Regions from separate parts of the Danio rerio genome. Here region 2 is linked to region 1. A link is a contact called in public Micro-C data. All regions are on one chromosome and are shown on one strand. The core of a region is the stretch at or near the end of the contact, and the rest is flanking DNA. Distances in the headings are between cores, read along the strand shown. Region 1 holds the start of zeb2a (zinc finger E-box binding homeobox 2a). Region 2 holds the start of arhgap15 (Rho GTPase activating protein 15).

Evidence for each region. A called contact is a pair of places that touch in the nucleus more often than the background predicts.
Region 2: a Micro-C map of caudal fin shows a contact between it and region 1, with 8 times the contacts expected there. The contact joins the promoter of arhgap15 here to the promoter of zeb2a in region 1. A contact is called at or near these places in 2 of 18 Hi-C or Micro-C datasets (caudal fin and hematopoietic stem cells) and 1 of 4 datasets of contacts at active chromatin or transcription factors (caudal fin).

Annotation. Positions count from the first base shown.
Region 1 is chr9:27,400,746-27,404,928 of GRCz12tu, forward strand. zeb2a (zinc finger E-box binding homeobox 2a) reads left to right here and starts at 2,351. Exons shown (of 10, transcript NM_001135104.2): 1 at 2,351-2,481; 2 at 3,750-3,880. The coding sequence starts at 3,757. LOC141376135 (a long non-coding RNA gene) reads right to left here and starts at 3,436. Exons shown (of 3, transcript XR_012385403.1): 1 at 1,970-3,436.
Region 2 is chr9:27,615,325-27,619,507 of GRCz12tu, forward strand. It overlaps arhgap15 (Rho GTPase activating protein 15), which reads right to left and starts at 2,147. Exons shown (of 13, transcript NM_001128555.1): 1 at 2,013-2,147; 2 at 930-989; 3 at 688-749. The coding sequence starts at 2,147.

The DNA.
Region 1 (4,183 bases), core at 1,101-3,600:
AGTTAATACACAGATTGTGTGTCTTGCAGTGTTGCAAGATGCACTTAGGCAATAATGTGTGTGTGTGTGTGTGTGTGTTGGTTTGCCGGGGAGGTGACTAGAAACTCACATGGTCACAGTATGGTAAACCTTTCCTCAGGTTTTTGTTGACTCATTCTCTCAGTTCTCTTTTATATTTCCACGAATTTGCTGAATTTGAACTCTTTTCGCCTAGACTAAACTGTGTCAGTCAGGTCTGTAAGGGGCAAATGGTGCTGTATGATGTGGCAAAACTTCCTTCTTTTCATCTCTCGCCCACAGGTATTTTGTCAGCAGCCTATGTGCTGGGTTTTTGTGCTGTAAAAGGGCCTAACTAGTTCTTCAGTGCTGACTCTGTTGTCTTTTTTTCTCTATGCTGAGATAGTGTTATTTGATGTCATGTCAAATGTCCTGTTGGTGATGCTGTGTACAATGAAGGAAGGATTTAATTCTCTGCTCTCTTGTTTTCTGAAAGCAATAAACTCCCACAGACTGATGATGCAACGGGAGGTGTTGAAATGTTTTGCTCTCTGTAAATACTGTGATAGTTTGATTTGTTTTCTCTGGTTCAACGGTGCACGGTTAATGCTCAGTTTTCAGCAAAATTTCACGATTGATCAATAGAAGACTTTTTGTATTAATTTTTTAAGACCCCCCTCCTTTTTTTCCTGTGATGCCAAGAACAAATATCAGACTAGTGGTGATAATTAAATCCTAACAAATTAACAAAACTAAATTCAGGGCAAACGACTGAGAAAGAGAGCGAGAGAGCAGAGGAATCTTGTTATAAATGAGACAAAGGGATCATTTGGGAAAAGAAATATGTGGGTGAAACGTAAGAATATGAGGTCACGTTGGTTTCTATCATTGTGAATGGCAGTTGGAGAATCAGGAATTGAATATATGCCGTTTTATCCTAGGAATGTATTAGTGAGAAATCTCGCGAGGGGAGCTGATTCCAGTCAAAGTGAATGAGTAATACAGCAGAACTTCTGCTGCCAATTGACACAACAGCACACACAGAACGGTTAGCTGAGCACCGTCCTTGTTACACTCGATTCTTTCGTTTACTTCTCCAAAAAAAAAAAGAAGAAAAAAAATAGGTCATAGTGTCTCAGAATACAAAAAATTAATCGACACAAATAAATTTCTAGGTTAGGGTTTTATTCTCTCGACTATGATCCAATTTCACGCCACACTCAGCAGCGGCACAAACACACATTCATAAAAATAAAAAGCATGAAGAGGGGAAGGAGTCTACGCAATATCTAGTGTTCTTATGTTTTATGAGGAAAAAAACGATAAAATGTTGCAAAACAAATGTACTTTTAATATTATCATCATTATTATTAATATAGCTAATATTGTTATTATTGTTATATGCACCCTGCGCACGAGGAATTTCCATGTAAGCGCGCAATGCTGTTTAAATAAAAGGTATTGATTAATATAAACGCCTCTAGTCAAATCCAATTGGTCTTTAATGAGTACATCAAACAGCAGTGACATTTTATTGGTCAATTATAATCCATGCAAAAACAAATGCATGAATTTAGTGAGGGTAAATTTCTTCACGCTGTACTAATCAGAGCGCCTTTAATAAACCGCAGTGCTTCATTAAAATAAAAGATTAAGCATTGAAGATGGTTGAGGAAAAACGTTTGAAAGGAAAAAAAGCTACATTTGTTGTTATACTTAAATGTTTAAATGATTCTTGGTCGCCTTCTGCGACGAATCGATCAGTTCTGGTTTAAAGTGCGCAAAATAAAGTCTCAGAACTATCACTTTTAATTGCACTGTTTATCCCATAAACAGCCCTTATTTTATACAGTGAATCATACATGAGACATGCGTACCGAAATGCGACATCAATCACCGCGCAAGACAAAAAGGTACAATGAAATGTCAGGTGAAACTGCGCGCGCGCACACACCACACACAGGTGAGCTACCTGTCAGATCACTGCAGCATCGGCAGCCTCTCGTGCATCTTTTCAGCTCCTCTTCCATAAAAGCATCTGTCCTGACGATGTTCGTGGTGCAAACCTTTTTGCTCTGTTCCGATTGCAGGATAGAGTGTCCAACGCGCCACCGCCTCACCTTTCCAAAGTCCCACCTGAGTTGTCCAACGACAGACGCGCGCAGCACCTGATCTGGTTCATCATCAGACGACTTCGGCGTCTCTCCATCTATCCCGCCGTGTAAAGATAGGTGGCGTGTGTGTCAGAGTCTCGGAGCGCAAAAGTAAAAGAGAGAGCGCAGAAATGTCATCTGAAGAGGCGGAACACGTCAGTGCGTCCTCAGGTTTGTTCCGTGTTGTGGCTCACAGAGATCAGTCCAAACCTGTCCATCAGGAATAACGGTCCCTCATTATAGAGCAGAGTCCTCCTCAGCGCTCCAAACATCTCTGTGGCGTTTTCCTCCCCTCTAACCGGCTCTTTGGGGAATTTTCATATAGAATCGGGTAGGTGAGCCTGTTTCGTGTGTACTTGAGTCCTCGTGGATGCTTTTTATACACCTTATTTTACTTTTTTAAATCCCCACCTGAATGTGAGATTGCAATCAACTTGGCTTCAGCCGGCGCAGGTGAGAAAGGTGCGCGCGCCTCACGGATGCTGACACACCGGCAGCTTCACGCAGGAATGATGATGAGGATGATGATGATGATGATTTTGCTCGTTACATTTATCAGTGCATGTTTACGCGGATCTCATAAACGAATGCATTCCCGACAGACAACAATATAAGAACATCTTTTTGATCAGTTTATTTAGGCTATTTTAGATGCAAGGTACTTGACTAATAGTTTTACAGTAAACATTCAAACAGATTTCAATGCATAAATAAAAAAAGAATTTTGAAGACAGTTTAATTTTGTCATCAGCATCCACGAATCCTGCAAGACTTACATCACTGTGACGAGAGGGGTAATGTGCCTTGTTTATTTGTTTGCTTATCATGCTTGGATTACAATTGTTATTTTTAAGAATTCGTCTTCGCAGTGTTGCATATTTTTTACACTAGGATAAACTAAATATTTCAGATTTTAAATGTAAAAATTATGACAAGAATTTATCAGATTTGCACAAACGCAAAACGCAATGTTTTGTACTTTTAAGAATATAATTGCAATAAGAACATTTACAATACAATCTTAATTAACACCGTCTTTTATAAATGTGCAAAACAGCAACGATTTTATATACATTCCGAAGAAAAGTAAATGTTCTTAATTAGATTTGGTCATTCAGTAAAAGTCAGACAGCGAAGAAATTATGAATCCTGTATTTACATCCATCATACTCACTCACGAAGTAGCTCGGAAGATCTGCCTATAAAAACTTAAAGCAAAGAGAGAAAGGAGGCACAAGCATCACTAAACACAAGTTGCAGAAAACTTTCATTGCTTTGCATTGTGTGAAATGCTCTATACGCACAGCACATGCTTTATGGTGACTTGAAGGTGTCGGTGTGTCCGTCCCCCTTCGTTCGCGCACTCACGCGCTGCTGTCCGATCACACACAGACACACACACACTCACACACACACTTCAAAAGATCAGACGACGCGCAGGACGCTCACGGTCCCTCCAAACAAACCCTCCTGGATAACTTCATTCGGACTTCTCAGTCACTCTACCCCCAAATATCATTTGCTCTCTCCTGTGAGCGACACACATCCTCCTTCCTGCCCTGAGAGTCCAATTGTTGCCGTGTGTGTGTTGGTTGCTAGATCTTGGATGAAGGAGCGGAGCCCATGCGGACTGCTGCCATCTGACCCACTCTTATCAATGAAGCAGGAGATCATGGCGGAGGGTCCCCGGTGTAAGAGGAGAAAACAGGCCAATCCGAGGAGAAAGAACGGTAAGAAAGTGTCTCGTGTCGAAAAAACTTGTCTCCGGCTTGTTCTCGCGTCTTGAAAACACTGTTAGATTTGGGTGAGATTGTGCGTTGTCAACTGAAGCGCTGTGTACAAGAGTACGGGAAACTCAACGACAGTGTGTTTACTTGTGTGCTTCAGACAGAAGTCTGCTGATTTAAAGAGTTTTTGTTGCTGTGGAAATATTTAAGTTGTAATAGAGTAGGAGTTACAGGGAGAGTTCAGATGTGTGAGCGTCTATTATCTCACAGCACAAAACCGTTATGTGTGTGTGAGCGCGTGCGCGA
Region 2 (4,183 bases), core at 897-3,396, 210 kb after region 1:
GATTCATTCATTCAGATTCATCCAGTAATAAAACACGATTTTAAGAGCGAGTCATTGAATTGTTCATTCATACTGAGCTTTAAATATTGAAGTTAATACGGCTCTGGAGAAAATTAAGCGACCATTTTATTATTGGTTCTATAGATTTTTTATTGTGTTTTGATTCAATTCAATTCAAGTTTATTTATATAGCACTTTTAAAATGTAGATTGTGTCAAAGCTTCTAAACATAGAAGTTCTAGTCCAGATTTCAGAGTTGAAGTTCAGTTTACTTCAGTTCAGTGTGCTTTGAATTTTACTGCTGAAACACTTAAGAGCAAATCCATCGATGCGCAGCTCCAGTAATGTAGTAAAAAAACTTAGTTTGTATTTTATTTCATAAACTACATATAATGTCTTCAGAGTCACCACAAAATGGTGTCATTTAGAGCAATTATTTAGCAGAAAATGACAAAAGGCCAGTATAAGATATTCCATGTTTCAGAACTTATTGGGGGTAAAACATGTAGGCTACATATTTTACACACACTCATATATGTAATTATGTATAATTACATGTTTATTTATGTATAATTACATATGTATAGCATTTTATTATAAAAAAAAAAAACAATGTGATCACCAGTATATCCAGAAGCAGCTCTATTAGATATACAGATAGACAGACAGACAGTCAGATAGACGAACCGTAATTTCTTTCCTCCTTCAGCAATTTTGGCTTTGTTCAAATATTCCCCTTTTAAAACAGGCTGTAACAAAAACGAAAACACAATGACAAAAATAAATTAATAAATTAAAACAAACTGGTTAATTTGTGCATTTTATTTGATTAATAAGTTATTTTTTCTTCTTGATAATTTCAGTTTAGATTTGTGTTGTCCAAAACAATCTTAATATTGCTAATTTCCAAAAACACAACTGGATCATACCTGCAACCCAACAGAAACTTCACTGTTATGCTGAGACTGATTCCTCCGGTGACGGTTGATCTAAAATAGAGAATGTGGTGTTAAGTAAGTATATTTCCAAATATATCTAATAATACATTTAATTCAATCACAATCCTGCTCAAATTGTTTATTGCAAGGTTTATTTTCAGTTTGGCAAGACACTGCAGGTATATTAAAAAATGTATTTAAAATATGTATCACCATTATTACAGATTAGTGATTATGTTACGAATTGTTTTGTACATAAAATGTACATTAAGAACATTCAAAGGTTTTCTAAAATGCTGTGTTTAAATGTGCAGATGAGTTATTATTTCTGTAACTATGCACTAATTTGCACACATTTATATCACAAAAATCTCATTATTTGTTGAAGTCAGGTTTACAGTTTTAAATTTAGACACTGGAGTGAAGGGTTTTTACTGTTTTATCACTCCACAATTCATAAACAATTGAAAATATCTTATTTTTTTATAAATATTTTGTATGCAATCAGGCAAATTAGGTATCCATTATCCATATCTCTCTGTAAAAACCTTCACAAAGATATAAATAAAACTGTGATGCTTCATGTATGTAAAAGCTGCATTAAAATTTATGAATGCAAGAGGAAGGAGGAAAAAAAGAGTATTTTTAAGAAAATAGCTTAATATGTATTGTCATTAAAACAGACATAGGCTGATTAAATTAGACTAAAAAGCCCCAAAATCTCAATATTGAAAAGTACTGCATGAAAAAAACTGTATTTTGCCTCCCGTGTCTCCCCTTGATTTTCATAAATGTACAGCAAATGTACAACACCAAATTTTCATCACAGTAAAAAGTGAAACAGAAGCGGAGGATATTTAATGTTTGGATAGAAACGGTGGGAGGCTGAGAGCAATAAATGCAGTGCTGTTCTGCCCTCTGCTGTTCTCTGTCTGGGTGTTTCTTAAAACAGCCAATGCAACAGGAAGCTTCCGGTTAGGTGTTGAATGTGAAGATGTAGTCATGCACACTCATACATACTGATTTCCTGAATGAGCAGAGATTGTGAAGGAGTGTGATTGTGCTGATGCTCACGGGTTTCTGTAGTGTTTCGGCCTCTGGCAGGACCATAGATTTGGTCTGGCTGAGTCTTTCTCCAGTGCTGCTCTGAGAGTTCTTGATTCTCAGCTGAACAGCTCCAGGAAGCACCAGTGCTGGCGGCTTTTGCATCGCTATGACACTGAAAAAAAAAACATTTACGTTGGCTGAGCATGAGAACGGTGCACGAGTCAGACACATCAATAATAAAGGCATAGTTTTGAATGACAGGGATTCTGGTAACATTTTATAATGAGGTCTTATTTGACATTATGCAATGCATAAAAAACACTATAACAACGATCAATCCATTCTGAACATTTAATATTATTAACATTTGTAATTGTCAGTTCATTTAAAAATTCACTGCAAAAATAACAATGACATTTTATTTATGTTGTTGTCATTACAGTGTAGTTAATTATTTACCAATATCTGTAACATTAAATAATTACATGTTCTTTATGGTTATAATGCGGGATAGGTTTAGAATTATTTGTATGTAATTATGCATAATTAATTAGAGTTACTTTAGTTACTAAACAGAACATAAAAGGTACACCTTAAAATATAGTGTTACCAAAAATATATTAATAAATATTGACCGTAATATTAACTATGATAAATAATTTTTTTGATATTATTTGTTGTTAGTTTTTTGTGGCCCACACTGAATCTGCGCATGCAAAAATCTGCAGATTTTCAGCCCATCATTTATTTACTTGTGTAAATGTTTGTAAATGTATTATTAAATGTAATATTAAATGTAAATGTAATATTTAATCAGTTTTTTTAATTAGTTTTAGTAATATTATTGGCTAATGTGAAAATGTTCATTTGATTTATTTATAATACAGTTTGTAAAGTAATATTTCCTGTATTTTAGTAGATATGTGATGAGGGAGACTTGCTTTGTTTGCATAATAATTGGTTTTATATTGTAAACTTTAAATAAAAATTCAAAAACTAATTTGAATTTCTTATATTATGTTTTTATTTACAATACTCTGCAAAATTTTGCACAGGAATAGCAAAAGATGTCTGCATATTCTGTCTGACCCTAGCAATTATGTATTTATATAGTTAAAAAATTTTAAATGAAAATTGTTACTGAAATTTGATTTAATAAATGTATATACAATTGAAGTCAGAATTATTAGCCTCCCTGTTTATTCATTAATTCATTTTCTTGTCGGCTCAGTCCCTTTATTACTCTAAGGTCGCCACAGAGGAATGAACCGCCAACTTATCCAGCAAGTTTTTACGCAGCGGATGCCCTTCCAGCCGCAACCCATCTCTGGGAAACATCCACACACACTCATACACTATGGACAAATTAGCCTACCCAATTCACCTGTACCGCATGTTTTTGGACTGTGGGGGGAAACCAGAGCACCCGGAGGAAACCCACATGAACGCAGGGAGAACATGCAAACTCCACACAGAAACGCCAACTAGGCCGAGGATCGAACCAGCGACCCAGCGACCTTATTGCTGTGAGGCGACAGCACTACCTACTGCGCCACTGCTTCGCCCGCCTCCCTGTTTATCTTTCCCCAATTTCTTTTAACGGAGAGAAGATTCTTTCAGCAAATTTCTAAACATAATAGTTTTATCTATAGATATGAGATAAATAGTATCTTATTTCTAATAACTGATTTATTTTACTTTGCCATGATGACAGCAAATAATATTTGACTAGATATTTTTCAAGACAATTCTATTCAGCTAAAAGTGACATTTAAAGGCTTATTAGCTTAATTAGTTTAACTAGGCAGGTTAGGGTAATTAGGCAAGTTATTGTATAATGATGGTTTGTTCTGTAGACTATCAGGAAAAAATAGCTTAAAGGGGCTAATAATTTTAACCTTAACATGTTGTTTTTTTTATTTAAAACTGCTTTTATTCTAACCAAAAAACAAAAAAAAAACAAATCGGTCTTTCTCCAGAAGAAAAAAAATATTATCAGACATACTGTGTAAAATTCCTTGCTCTATTAAACATCATTTGGGAAATATTTAAAAAAAGACTAAAATTCAAAGGGGGTCTAATAATAATTTGGATTTCAACTGTATAAAATGCTTTTTTGTTCATATAAAAAATTTGTTTTATATGTAAAGTTGAAGAAAACAGACATATTGAACGACCAATTTAAAGAAAAGCATCAA